2 separate regions of the Dromaius novaehollandiae genome follow, and region 2 is linked to region 1. Evidence: chromatin contacts called from public Hi-C data. All regions are on one chromosome and are shown on one strand. The core of a region is the stretch at or near the end of the contact, and the rest is flanking DNA. Distances in the headings are between cores, read along the strand shown.

The links. Hi-C and Micro-C count contacts between places; a contact is called where the count stands out from the background.
Region 2: a contact with region 1 is called in a Hi-C map of brain, with 4 times the contacts expected there. The contact joins two enhancer-like sites. A contact is called at or near these places in 2 of 4 Hi-C or Micro-C datasets (brain and ovary).

What each region holds. Positions count from the first base shown.
Region 1 is chr2:59,457,795-59,463,999 of bDroNov1.hap1, forward strand. The region is part of intron 4 of TPK1 (thiamin pyrophosphokinase 1); the gene reads right to left. Among named protein-coding and RNA genes, the nearest start is that of TPK1, 96 kb to the right of the region's middle. Within about 2 kb of position 2,472, at least 1 of the 2 cell types and tissues checked has open chromatin away from gene starts, as enhancers often do.
Region 2 is chr2:60,026,688-60,032,892 of bDroNov1.hap1, forward strand. No RefSeq gene overlaps it. Among named protein-coding and RNA genes, the nearest start is that of CNTNAP2, 9.7 kb to the right of the region's middle. Within about 2 kb of position 3,089, at least 1 of the 2 cell types and tissues checked has open chromatin away from gene starts, as enhancers often do.

The sequences.
Region 1 (6,205 bases), core at 1,222-3,721:
GAGCAAAGTGGGTTTCTTCTGAATGGTATCCAATCATTTTCTGGAAGGAGCAAGGTGACACAGCTTATCATCTAGAATTCCTCTTAAAGATGCACATGGAACATACCTTTTTTTTTTCCTTCAATCCACAGAAACCATTTCAACAGTAAAGGTTTTATGCTGGCCTCTGTGAAGCACAATCACACCCTAAGTTTTCCTTTGGAGAGAAGTGTAAGAACACAGAACATTAACACCTGGAGGTCTATCTTCTGTGAGACAGAGATACTTCTTCACACACTTACTGCAGCAGAATTTGATGCCACCATGCCCCAAACTCAGCGTTTATGTTTTAATGAAACAGTAGTATCACACAGTGAGCAGAAGTCTGTTTTTTCCTACTTCTTTTCCTCTTTTCTAAAAAGCTAATTGAAGTAAACCCGCGTTCTTCTTTCAAACTCAGAACAAAAAGTCTCCTCCGATACACTTGTAACTTCCTCCGTTTACCCTTGCACAGAGACTTCCAGGGAGCCACAGTACATACTGCTTCCAAGCAAACAGGATTGCTTAGAGTCGCTGTGGGGCATCAGGACACTGGAGCTCTGCCCTGACTCGCTGTATGAATGTAAGCATGATATTTGTCCTCGTACATCTTCTCTGCATCTTGTCATTTGTCAAGCCCTTTTTTTTTTTTCATTTAATATGAACAGGACTAGGCCTAAGAGTTTTTGTGCTTACAGTGACTGGCACTACTGCAATAAAAACGAGACAGACAAAACACAGAAAATGGATAACATAATATCTGTGAAACACACAACACCCACTTGTAGATTGCTAATACAGGTCCCTAATGCAAGGACTCTCTCTTACTTATGTCTGTACAGTATCTAATAAAATAAAACCTCTGAGGAAGAACCTTATAATTTCCTTCAGTTCCTCTATGCCACGTGATAGATGTACAACATCTCATTTTGTTGACTAGCTGGGCAAAGATATCCAGCTGTGATTCGAAATTAACCAGTTCTCTGCGCAACTCTAGGCTAAAATCTTGGCTCTTTGCAGAAACAAGAGTGTATTGGGCATAAATGGCAAGATTTGGGTATCAGGGGGTGCCCTGTGTCCAAGGAGGCCATGAACTGCCCTGTGCCAGTTACAGACAGCTGTGAGACAGATGAAAACAAACCACCGGGCACCAACAGTCAGAGAAGCATATGGTGCCTCTTCTCAAACACATTTAAGAAAGGGTGGCAGCTGCAGGCAGCAGGAGGCACAGGAGGGCACATGTGAGGATGCATATGAGGAAACACGAAAGGAGACACAAAAGGAAAGACATGAGGAGACACGTGAGAGGAGATGTGTGAGTAGACACACAGGAGGACACACAAAAGGAGACACCTGCGGAGAAACATGTAGAGGAACATTTTTTGAGGAAGAGGAGGAGACATATGCAAAGGATGATTGTTGGGGACACAGCTGCAGATGTACGCTTGGAAGGAGGAGCTCCATGCCACAGAAGGTATGCTTCTGAGGGGACTGCAGCTGTAGATAAGCCATGTTGGAGCAGTGATACCTCCCAAGGGGACTGCAGCCTCTCTAGGACCTCGTCAGGGAGGGACACCCCAGAAGGGACTGCAGCCTGTGGATAAACCACATTGGAACAGGGACACCTCTGAAGGGATAGTGGCCCGTGGAGGGCCCATGCTGGAGCAGGACACCCCTGAAGGGACTGCAGCCCACGGAGGAACCCACACTGCAGCACAAATAAGAAGCAAGGAGCAGTGGAGGAAAAAAGTAAGAAGCAAGGAGGGGCAAAAAGAGACCACTAGGCCCCAACTCCAACCTCCTGTACCACCCGTCACCTTACCAAACTGATTGTGAGGGACTGAGCATAACACACGGCAGCAACGAGGGAAGTGGAGATTAGGGAGCAGGGAGGAAAGGTGCTGGACTGAAGCTGAGCCTGGGGAAGAGGGAGGAAAGGTATTTCCCTCAGTGTTGGTTTAATTGTCTGTGTCTTGTTTCTCAATACTTGAATCAGCAATTAAAAGTTTATGTTAGTTAGCAATAAATTAAATGAAGGGAAATTCTCCAAGTCCAGAGTGCTTTGCCTGCAACACAAGAGCCAGATCTTGAACTGGAGCCCCTGTAACTTCCAAGTCTTTTAAACAGATTACTACTTAAAAACATATAGAACACAGTGCAGCTAAAGTAGCTGTGATTTTATCTTTAATTATGGACTTGTCAGGAACTGCAGTGGGGAGAATGGGGAAGATTCCTCCTTAGAGAGCAACAGTCTAGTCATCTTGACAGGCAAGTGCTCAAAAGCCAGAGGAAAAATGCTAGGTTTTTTGTTTGCTTGTTTTTCATGTATGTTGCTGTAGACTGATGCCAGCCTCCTGTGACCCATTAACCACAGCGGAGGTGAGAGGCCCAGAGGCCTGTTTCCAGGTTTGCGATTCCCCGGGAGCTCTGGCTGGCCGAAAGGAGGGAGGCGCGCAGCCACACACGAGCGGGCTCCACGGGTAGAGGGCCGCAAGGCTCAGGCAAACCATGCACAGCTGCAACCCTGCAGGCAGCTTAGGCTTGGGGAAAGGGACAATTCCTTCCTATACTCATCTTCTGGGGAAGAAATAAAGCCGAAACTCAGTGAAGAGCGCCTGAGAACCAGGCTCTGGGGAGACATGACACCAGCTTATCTACCTGTATTGTGAAGCAGCTTTAGAAGAGGAAAGAAAATCTTGCAGCCCACATGCAAGCAAAAGGTTGCAAAAGGTTTCACCTCCCATAAAGCGTAACACTGGCTTACTGATTATATTCTAAACAGGCACAAATTTTTTTTAAAAATTGGATTTTGACTGTCTTCACATCTTTGAAAAAGATGACAGAATTGCATGGCCTGTTAAAATTTGATTTTCCTTAGAGTTAAACAGTGGGCTTCCGTATATATAAACAGGAGCATACTGCTTACAATATCCCTTTGATAGACAAATTTATTGGAAATTTGTTTTGCAAACAAATTTAGTAGTAAAATCAGAAACCATTTTCAAATTGAACATTTTTATTTTAAAAGGCATGATTTTTTAAAAAAATGTTGGCGTTAGTTGGGAAATGCAGAGAAATGCAATCGCAATGCAGAAAAAAAGACGACTATAAAGTGTGCAATGAAAAAGAAAGGACCACTGCTCAAAATACTCAACATATTCAGTACATTTGAAATACTTATACTACAAGTATTAAAGGATGTTAAAATTCCACCTTTTTAAAAAAAAAAAATTATTTACTGTGTGGCAACATTAAACCACTTTTTTAGCCAGTTTTGCAATTTTAAAACATTTTCATTCTTCCTTTTTGTCTAGTTGCAATGACTAAAAACAGTTTAAGTTTTAAGCTAACAAAGAGCAAAGCAGCCCTAAAGGCAAAGCTAAATTTTTCTAACAAAATTGCCAGAATAGCAAAAGTATGTCTTGCAAGCAGAAGACAGACACTTAAGTTCCTATAACATGACTCACAGCAGCTTGGCCCATGTCCCATCCTGATTGGAACTCCATAATAAAGTGAGCAGTGCTGTGTTAAATTTTGTTTTCAGGTGAATTAGTTGTGTCAAGTTTCCAAGGTGCCCTATTATTAGAACAGAAAATTTTCAGCTTCAGCTGATGTGAATCTACGTATGCTACTAAGCTATTTAAAATTCTACCATGGAGAGCCACATACGCACCATTTGTTCATAATGCATCCCTTTAGCCCTCAGTTTTGAGGAACCTGTTATCTCACTGAAATTCAAAGAAGTTTTATCAGAGGGGAAAGATTTAAACCAATAGCGAGAAGACAGCTGTAAAGTCCATTTTTCTGCAGCTCTGCAGGGAAAAATACTAAGCTGTGTTTCATTAGAATAAATGAGAAAAGAATTCAGCTGAAAGCATCTATCTGTATCCTACTTTACTCTTCACAATCATGAAGATGAGATTTCCCCGTAAGTAACAGATTTTGCAGATATGCACAAACATTGCGGGGGCACTGCTATCCTCAGAATCTGATACTCAAGACAAATTGTCCATACAGTATAAAAATGTCTCTCCAAGATACCTGCCAAGCCTGAAAACCACATTAATAAAATTCAGAAGGGCAAACAAGAGGCAAGAGGCTGCTGAACCAGAGCTTCTCTGATTTCACAGAATCATCTCGGAATATATATTAAAAAAAAAAAATTCATATCAACTGTATTTGTGAGAGCATATCATCTGTATCAAAAAGCCGCTATGTCCTTGACTATATCAAGATCAAAGTTTCTTCTTTGGTATCATCCATGGTATCTTTTTTTTAAATGAAGTTTTTACCTTATTTTTATTCAGAAGTTATCAGTTATTTCAACTGACCGTTCTGCACACATTCAGTGGTCTCCCCAGGAAGCATATACTCCTTTTGCCCAATAATAATGCAAAGCAAATGCTTCTCTTGCAGAACTGCTAAATTTGGTGTCATAACTAGACTTCATGAATAGCTTCTTGAGCCAGAAGTTGAAAAATGAGATAAATCAATGCTTTAGAGCAAGCATTTTTGAGGTATTACACATTGAGACAAACTTCTCTTTAGTCTTTAAACCATTTTCTAATGACACTATACCTCAGGTTCAGGAGATTTGGGTACGTAAATAAAATAATGTTAAAACAAGGTAAGTTAATATAACATTGAAAGTGATTAGAAAACAAACTACTCCAATTCTGTCTTTCCGACACTGTAAGCACCTGAGAACTTACCCTGGGGACACCTGGCAGGTAGCTAGAGCGGGTAGCAGACCGCTTTGCTTTGCTCTGTTGTGCTTGCTTACAGCTTGTGCCCTGTGCGGAGCACCTTAAGCTTTCAAACCAGGTAGCACAAATTAGAATCCAGGGCCCTATGGAAACTAAACACATGCTGAAGTGCTAATGAAATCTGACCCGGTGTAAACCTACATGTATGTAAGGTTTACTGAACAGGAGGGATTTGCACATATGCCTGAATTTAAGCATAAACTTCAGTGACCTGTGGACTTCTATGAGCATCTAGCAGCCTGGGAGACGAAAGCATGCAGTACCTTATGTCTAAGTAAAAATTCTTGAGGGTTTCAAAGCTTTGTACCATACATTTTTACACTAGTACAACCACATCTTTTAAATAAAACACTACTTGACAGGATCTCAGTTTCTTTAAATACAGAATGTTGGCCTGAGAGACTTCATGTCCTCCTACTATACATACACAGGGGTCAAATCAGTCTAAACCAGGCCCTTTTGACAAAGATTTGCATATGTCACACTATAGTCTCCTGTTTTCTTCAGAACAAATATGGGCTGAATTAGGATTACTTCAATACTTTTTCCTTTTATTCTGGTGTTAAGAAAAATCACATTCTAAAAGAGGAATGAGTTATCACATGGTAATACTTTGTGTATTTTCACTGCAAAGCTAACCAGAAATGTCTGGGAAATGCCACTAGAATCTAGCATTAAACAAAATTTGCAACTTCCTCTGATAAACTAAGCTATAAATGTTGTTATTTGGACAAACTCGCAGGACATGTGACTGGATAAACCAGGAGCTAAACTCATCAATTCCCATGCCCTCCTCACTCAAAGGCAAACGTGTTGAGAGCCTCAAAGTACTCAAGGGCAAACCCGATTGTACTTAGTTTTCATAGGGATGTCTCTATGTCTCCCTTCACACCCTCTAAAATATTCAGCTCACCTTGAATCTCTCTTGCCAAGCTACTCTCAGTGCAGAAGGAAAACACGTACTTAAAGCCCTCTCCTACTAATCACATCCAAATAAATAAAAAGGCATCATTTAATCCTTAGTCTGAACCAAGAATAACAATAATACAGAGAGAGAGGAAGTCTGAGTACACAGGTTTTTTTTCACCTAACTTAAGGGTGACCATTAAACTCCACTTTTCTCTGCCATTTGTGAGTTATGTGGTAATCCAGAACACATGAAAACAAATTGTTTACTCCACCTCCTCCATGCTCTTTGTATTTATGGTGGTTGTAACTTTGCTACCCATAAACAGCAACAGAGAATGCAGTCCAAATGCAGCAAAGCCAGCATTAACTAATAAAGGAAAATCCCATCACAGAAGGAAAAAGTTATCAGCAAATTCAAAAACCATTTGAAATTAACACACAAATCTGCTGCAGAGTAGTTGGCCGGTACATTCAAAATAAATTCCCTCAAGGACTGCTGAACTTAGAAAAGG
Region 2 (6,205 bases), core at 1,839-4,338, 570 kb after region 1:
TCATCCTCACCCTCACTTTACAATTTATTCCAGCTAGTTTTACCCCATTTATTCTTTATTTGGTTCTGAAGCTATATCCTTTTTTTCCTACTGAAAGTAGGGAAAGGGAAAGGGAAATTTCAGAATTTTTGAATGAAGGTAAATATTTTATTAAGAAGGATTTGTATCCAGGAATGGAGCTGAAATTAGGGAGTTGGGCTTTGTGAGACGTGTTATTTGAATAGTTAATCAAATGTTGTGTTTTGTTTAAATTTTGGAAGGGGTCAGCAGTTCTTTAGAAGATGTAGTTTTCAAGAATGTAAAATAAAGAACAATGGAACTCTATTGCAATGACTGACTTCTCCAGAGCCAACCTCCTCCCTTTCAGTACTGTGTGAGTGATCAGTACATACACATCTGTAAGACAATAAGCATTTTAATCAGATATATATCTGTATTAAACACTACTTTCCAATGGCCAGTTCCTGGGAATTTTGCTTATTTTGTTTTTACTGTTCAGGAAGCATTTGACTATAAGGATGCAGGTGGCTATTACTTTTGTCTTCATATTTGGGAAAGAATTTTTTACATTTTCTTGCAGCTGTCCCATGTGATTAACAAAATGCATCACGTTGTGAAAGTGTTGGTTACACTGACTATTAGGCTGACTGATCTTACCTGGGACTGGAGCATACAAAAGTCCATTCAGAAGGCAGATTTTATTCCTATGTACGTTTCTTATTCAGTAATCAAGCTTCATATTTAGACATAACTAACCAAAGAAGAAGTGTGTGTGCTTTCCAGATAAACAGCAGAAATCTATAATACAGGTATTTTATCTGTTGTGAGAAAGCTTTAAACTAAAGAGCTGACCCTGTTCAGAATGCTGTCTTTGAGTTGGGTGAGCAGTTATCATCATAGAGTGTTTTCTCCAATGTTATCATAAAATAAGTTAGTTAGATATAAGCAAGCTAATGTAAACTGTGTGGGATCATAGATCCAGTCCAGCTCACTATGAAGCCAGTGAGAGATTTTGTCATTGACAATAAAAGAAAGCCAGTGTTAGCTCCATATGAAAGGCAAACAAATTCAAATGCTCTCTGTGCAGCAAACACTGACTCAGCATAACTGAGGAAATGTGGTTTTATTTTGCTATAGCAGAAAATGTGAATCATGCATGTTTCCCAGCACTCAAATTAATTTGGAAATACCATGAGCAGTACTAGCCTACATATATAAGATCTTAATTGTTATTCTCCTCATGCAAGGGCTGGAGGGCAAGGAGTGATTGAGTGTATGTATCCTGTCACCAGGACAGGAATGAAGGGATTACTGTGTATCCATGGAGGGGAAGAAGATAATTGATCTGATCTGTAGCTGTCAGTAAAGCAGAGGTGGGTTGACTCTAGGATCTCACTAGAAAGCAAAATGCTCTATTTCTTCTTGTTCAGCAATCACTCAGAGCCAAAGACCCAGCATCTCCAATTCTTTTATGTTTCGCTGTGAGAGTTAATGATCTCCAAAGTAAACTGAAAAGCTGGAAAATCCCTTGAGGAGAAAGAGAGATATGTGTAGCCTGAGATGTGGATTGGTATAATACAACATTTGGGTTTCTGAAAGAAGAGGCGGAGACAAAGGAATTTTCATTTTGTTTCAATTTGGGAAACAAAATAGAGAGTAAAAATTTTTTTTGTTGTTGATTTATAGTACAGAATCACCTTCAAAAAGATATTTAGCCTCTTTAAGCTTTTCTTTTGCTTTCGTTCATTAATTTCATGTAGATGATTTGTAAGTTGCTAGTCCAATGAAAAATCTGATAGCGTGGATGAGACCTAGCCATATCATCATGACTGTATGAATGCTTCTGTCTGTCCAGCATTTGTATTAATTTAAAGGGAAGCACTGTACTTCAGTGGCTGCTAAATTATTATAATTGTGAGCTGATATGGAATATCAGATTTAGAATCCCCCCCCCCCCCAAAATCCACACCCTCTATGCTGAAAAGAGAGAAATAGAAAAAAAAAACCCAAAACCTGAAACACAACTGCCCCTTTCCCTGTTTCTTGTAGGAGTTGCAAAACTGCAGATTGCCTATTATTTTTGCTGCTAAATGCCGTCTTTTCTCTGATTTGTCCAAAGTCTTAAAATGGTCATATTCTCTCTTGCTATCTGTTACTACTTTGTGAAAGGTTTTCTTATTATTGTCATTTCTGGTTATCTACAAAAGTTTAGGTTTGCTGTTAACTGGCAAATTTCAAATTCAGACCATGCTAGGTAGGAAAAGACACTCGAAGCCTCTTGTATAGCAATTCTATAATTACAAATGTGGTTATTCTTATGTCTTCAATGTGAGTGAGCCAGCACAGTCTATGCGAATAGACACCAGGGGTGAAGCAGGATCTGTGGAGGGACTGCAGAATCTCTGTTTGAAGGTGGGATTCATCTTGCCCATGCTTAACTTTCTACATTTGTACAAGGTGCTGGAGGCTCTCCTTGCCCCGGAGAATGGAAGGAAGCACTTTTGCAGTGCTTGACTCATCTGGTCATGCACAAACTTTTAGTTTAAGATAACATGAATTTTATCCCTGATGACACCGACAGCACTGACTAGCTCTCTACCATCTTTAAAGGGAGGCTACAATGACAAGATCAAAGTTAGATGTCTATATTCAGTTGAATCCTCCCTTGATTTGTGTAGGAGAAAGACTATTCTTCTATTTTCCCAGCCATCTACATGTTGTAAACCCATAGACTGCTGAGCAGCAGAACTGATGTTACAGTAATCAGGGTTTGAAATAAAACGAAGGTCAACTGGTCGTAAGACTAATGAACAAAAGTTCAGATTTTCTAGGAAGAAGAGATTTTTCAGTCTGAGTTGTCAAAATATCACTGTGAGTATGTCTGTCTAAGCTGTGGGTGCTCCTGAAGTCACCTGCAACATCAGGCCTGCCTGCTTTGCAGGGTGTTAATTTGCAAGGTTTATAGGTGTGGCTGTGACATTCCCCGGAGCTGATGGTATCGTTTATGTCTGTACAGGCCTAGCAGGTTAATATTTTGTGAGGTAACCTCTCAGCAGGCGGTGCACAGGCTGAAGGAGAAGCAGCCATGTGCACCTGGAAAACAGATCATGCTGTATTTACAGCCTCTCCAGAGGCTGCTTTTCAGAACAGTATTGACATAGCCTACAACTCTTACATAGAGTGGTCTTCACTAGAGGTAGAAGTGGCAAACAACTAAATCACTAGCTGCTGTAAGATGAGTGAACAGAGAATAGTTAACACCCTTCGGTCTTTTATTTGCATCTAAAATTCTCCCACGTTTGCAGGCATCTCTGTGGGTAGAACAATGAAGCCTTATTTCCTCATGAAGTTGAAAACACAGTAGGACTCTGCTTTTATCACGGTGGCGCTTATAATTAAATTGCGTTCTTTTTGGTTCTCAAAGTTTACCAGAGAGTGTCAAGGTCTTTTTAAAGAGGAAACAAAATAGCCTGTTCTTCTGTCTTTTGCATAGATACAAATGAGTACAGCCCTATAGATTTCAACACATTTCAAGGTTTTTGACTGGGATACTTAAGATCTTTCACTGTTCAAAAGTGATAAGTGGTGCTATTAAATACCTTTCTGCACTCAAATCCTTTGTAAGAAATTCAGAAAGTTCTAAAAGATAGCACTGTATCACTTTTGAACAATGCATGACAAGGATGTGGGTGCTGTGTAAATTATGAACTTTTCTAATACTAGTTTCGTCTAGTTCATCTATAGCTCTATCATATTTTCTGTATGGATAATAAAAGGCATTAGCTTGTTAGCTACAGTTATCATGTTCCTTTGATTCCTTTTAAAGTATTTTTCACTTAGCTTCTCCTGCCTTTTCCTTTTAGACTACTTTTCCAACAAGTAAATCGTTCATACTCCCTCATACCTTCTGCCATCTCCATCAAAATACTAATGTAATACTTCCAGTTCACTCACCCCTGATAGGGCAAGAGCCCCATCTTTCACTAATTTGTCCAGCTGGCTTTAAAAACTCAGTTTTGGTCTCAGAGTCACTGGTTATGTTTACAGCAGTTGGAATATTGGTGACCTTGAGCGCTGTGCATAGATTTCTTTGCTTGTTCACTACATGGATATAATATTTACCAGCTTCTTTGGGAAGGTTAATTAAATATTTGTATGATGCTTTGGAATCCTTGGATGCTGTGGAGATTAAATCTTTGTTCATTCATTACATGCCACATTGTAGTAACATACAGTAGTCTGAACACCTTTTATTGCAAGTGCATTTATAGTAAAAAACTCATGTACTATTGCAGTAGTAGGACTGTTATCAAAATACATGTCAGTTATCAAATACATGTATTTTATATCTGATATTTTCCAAAAAGCTTAAAAGGATCTGAAAGCTAAGTGGTTTTTATGTGGCCATACCTTTCAGAAAGTGGCTTCAATTTGCTTTCTCTATGTTTCATAAATACTATGAAAAGAAATAGTGCTTGAGAGGAAAAGGAACTTTTTCTCAAAAGATAAATCCAGGTGACTGGTCTGACTTGGGTGGACTCCTCCAATCTTGTTTTCTAATGGGTGGAGATTACACAATATACTCAAATAATAAGTAAGCTTGCCATTCTATAATACAGATATTTGTATTTTAATGTATATGCACATAGTTTATTAAATCTGCACGTAACATTATATATTTGTCTATGTGATACATACGCATATACATTCTGCTCTCCGAGGGATTGTCATGTTGTATGGTAAGAGGCGTGAGCCAGTACTGAAGTCCCTGACATGGAAATGAGGTGGCCTACCCACAGACCCTCATTCACAGTTCTGTCTTCTCTCCTTTCAGATGCTTTGTGGGTTTTATTAGAATCATACATTGCCATTTAGGGAGCTTCCTGTTTTCCAAACTTTAGGAAAAGTGTGCAAAGGTTTTTAATGTGAAAACAGGCTGGAAGGCAAGCTCAGAATACCTTGTGGCAGTTGTTGCAAAAGTTTTTGCATTGAGAATTTTTAACATCTCTCTCAGTTTCACCTGTATACCAACAGTCTGGCTGCTGCACCTTTCCTACAGCTCTGTAGTTCATTACATCCAGATTGCAGAAAAGAGTTAAAAATCATATATTTGATTAGATGTTTCCTAACCCTGACTGTTTTGCAAAGTACAAATTAAAGTCTAGAGTGGCTAAAAACAGAATAGGGCTCCTTATGAATTAAGCTGAAATGGTCTTTATGAAAGGCCCGCACTGTCAAACCTGATGAGCAGTTGCATATCTTTCAAGATGGCAACACCACGAGTGCAACACTCGTTTATATATCAGAGAGCTCTTTGCACTGTGTGTTTCCTAGCAAGGCTTCCCATTTGCTTTTGGCACAGAAGCAAGAACAGCAAAAAAGATGCAGCCCTCCAATTTGGAGTTTGATTTCATTCTCTTGTTACTACTATTCAACTTTTTCCTAATTCTGTGAAGAGAAGGAATTTAATTCTCAGTTTCATCTTTGCTTTTGAAATGTCTACCTAGATGTCAAGAGCAATCTTTTGTGCTTGAACACTATATGTATGTGCATGTATGATGTAGGTACATGTATGATTTTACTATACGCTACTACAGTCTGCTCAGGTGTTTCCCTTGAGAGCTCATCAGACTGACTTTAGTGGGGCTTATACTATGAACAAGGAATGAATAATTCACCTCTTTTGCAGGATATAACTATTGCAGCATAGAATTTATGTCAATATGACAGTAAAATAAGTTGTGGGTATTCAGACCACCATACCATAAAACACCCAATCTCGTCAGTTCACAAAACCTGATACTGTCAATTTTTCAATTTAAAGTTTTAGGAGGGCGGTGGCTCTAATGAAAGCCTCCAGCTGGTAAATGGGGACATTCTTGAAGTCCTGTGATACAGTAGCTTCACTGTGAGCCTCAGGCTGGCCTGATCATTCAGATCAAGAGGCTCGACTGGAGCTCGTGCACAGCTCAGAAACCCCCCTGAAGCCCAGGCAGTTGTTATGCCTTCGTGGCTGTGGCAAGTGACTTCCTAAAATTAGCATAAAGCTCATCTAACCTTTCAGTTATTAAAAATCTGCCAGTCTTTGCATAGTTGGTGTTCTTACTGCCAGTTTGTATTTGTTAGAAATCAGAAGCCTAGTGGGAGGAATAGACCCTCTGAAATACAGGAGATGCATATGGAATTATCCTACTGGCAGGTGTGC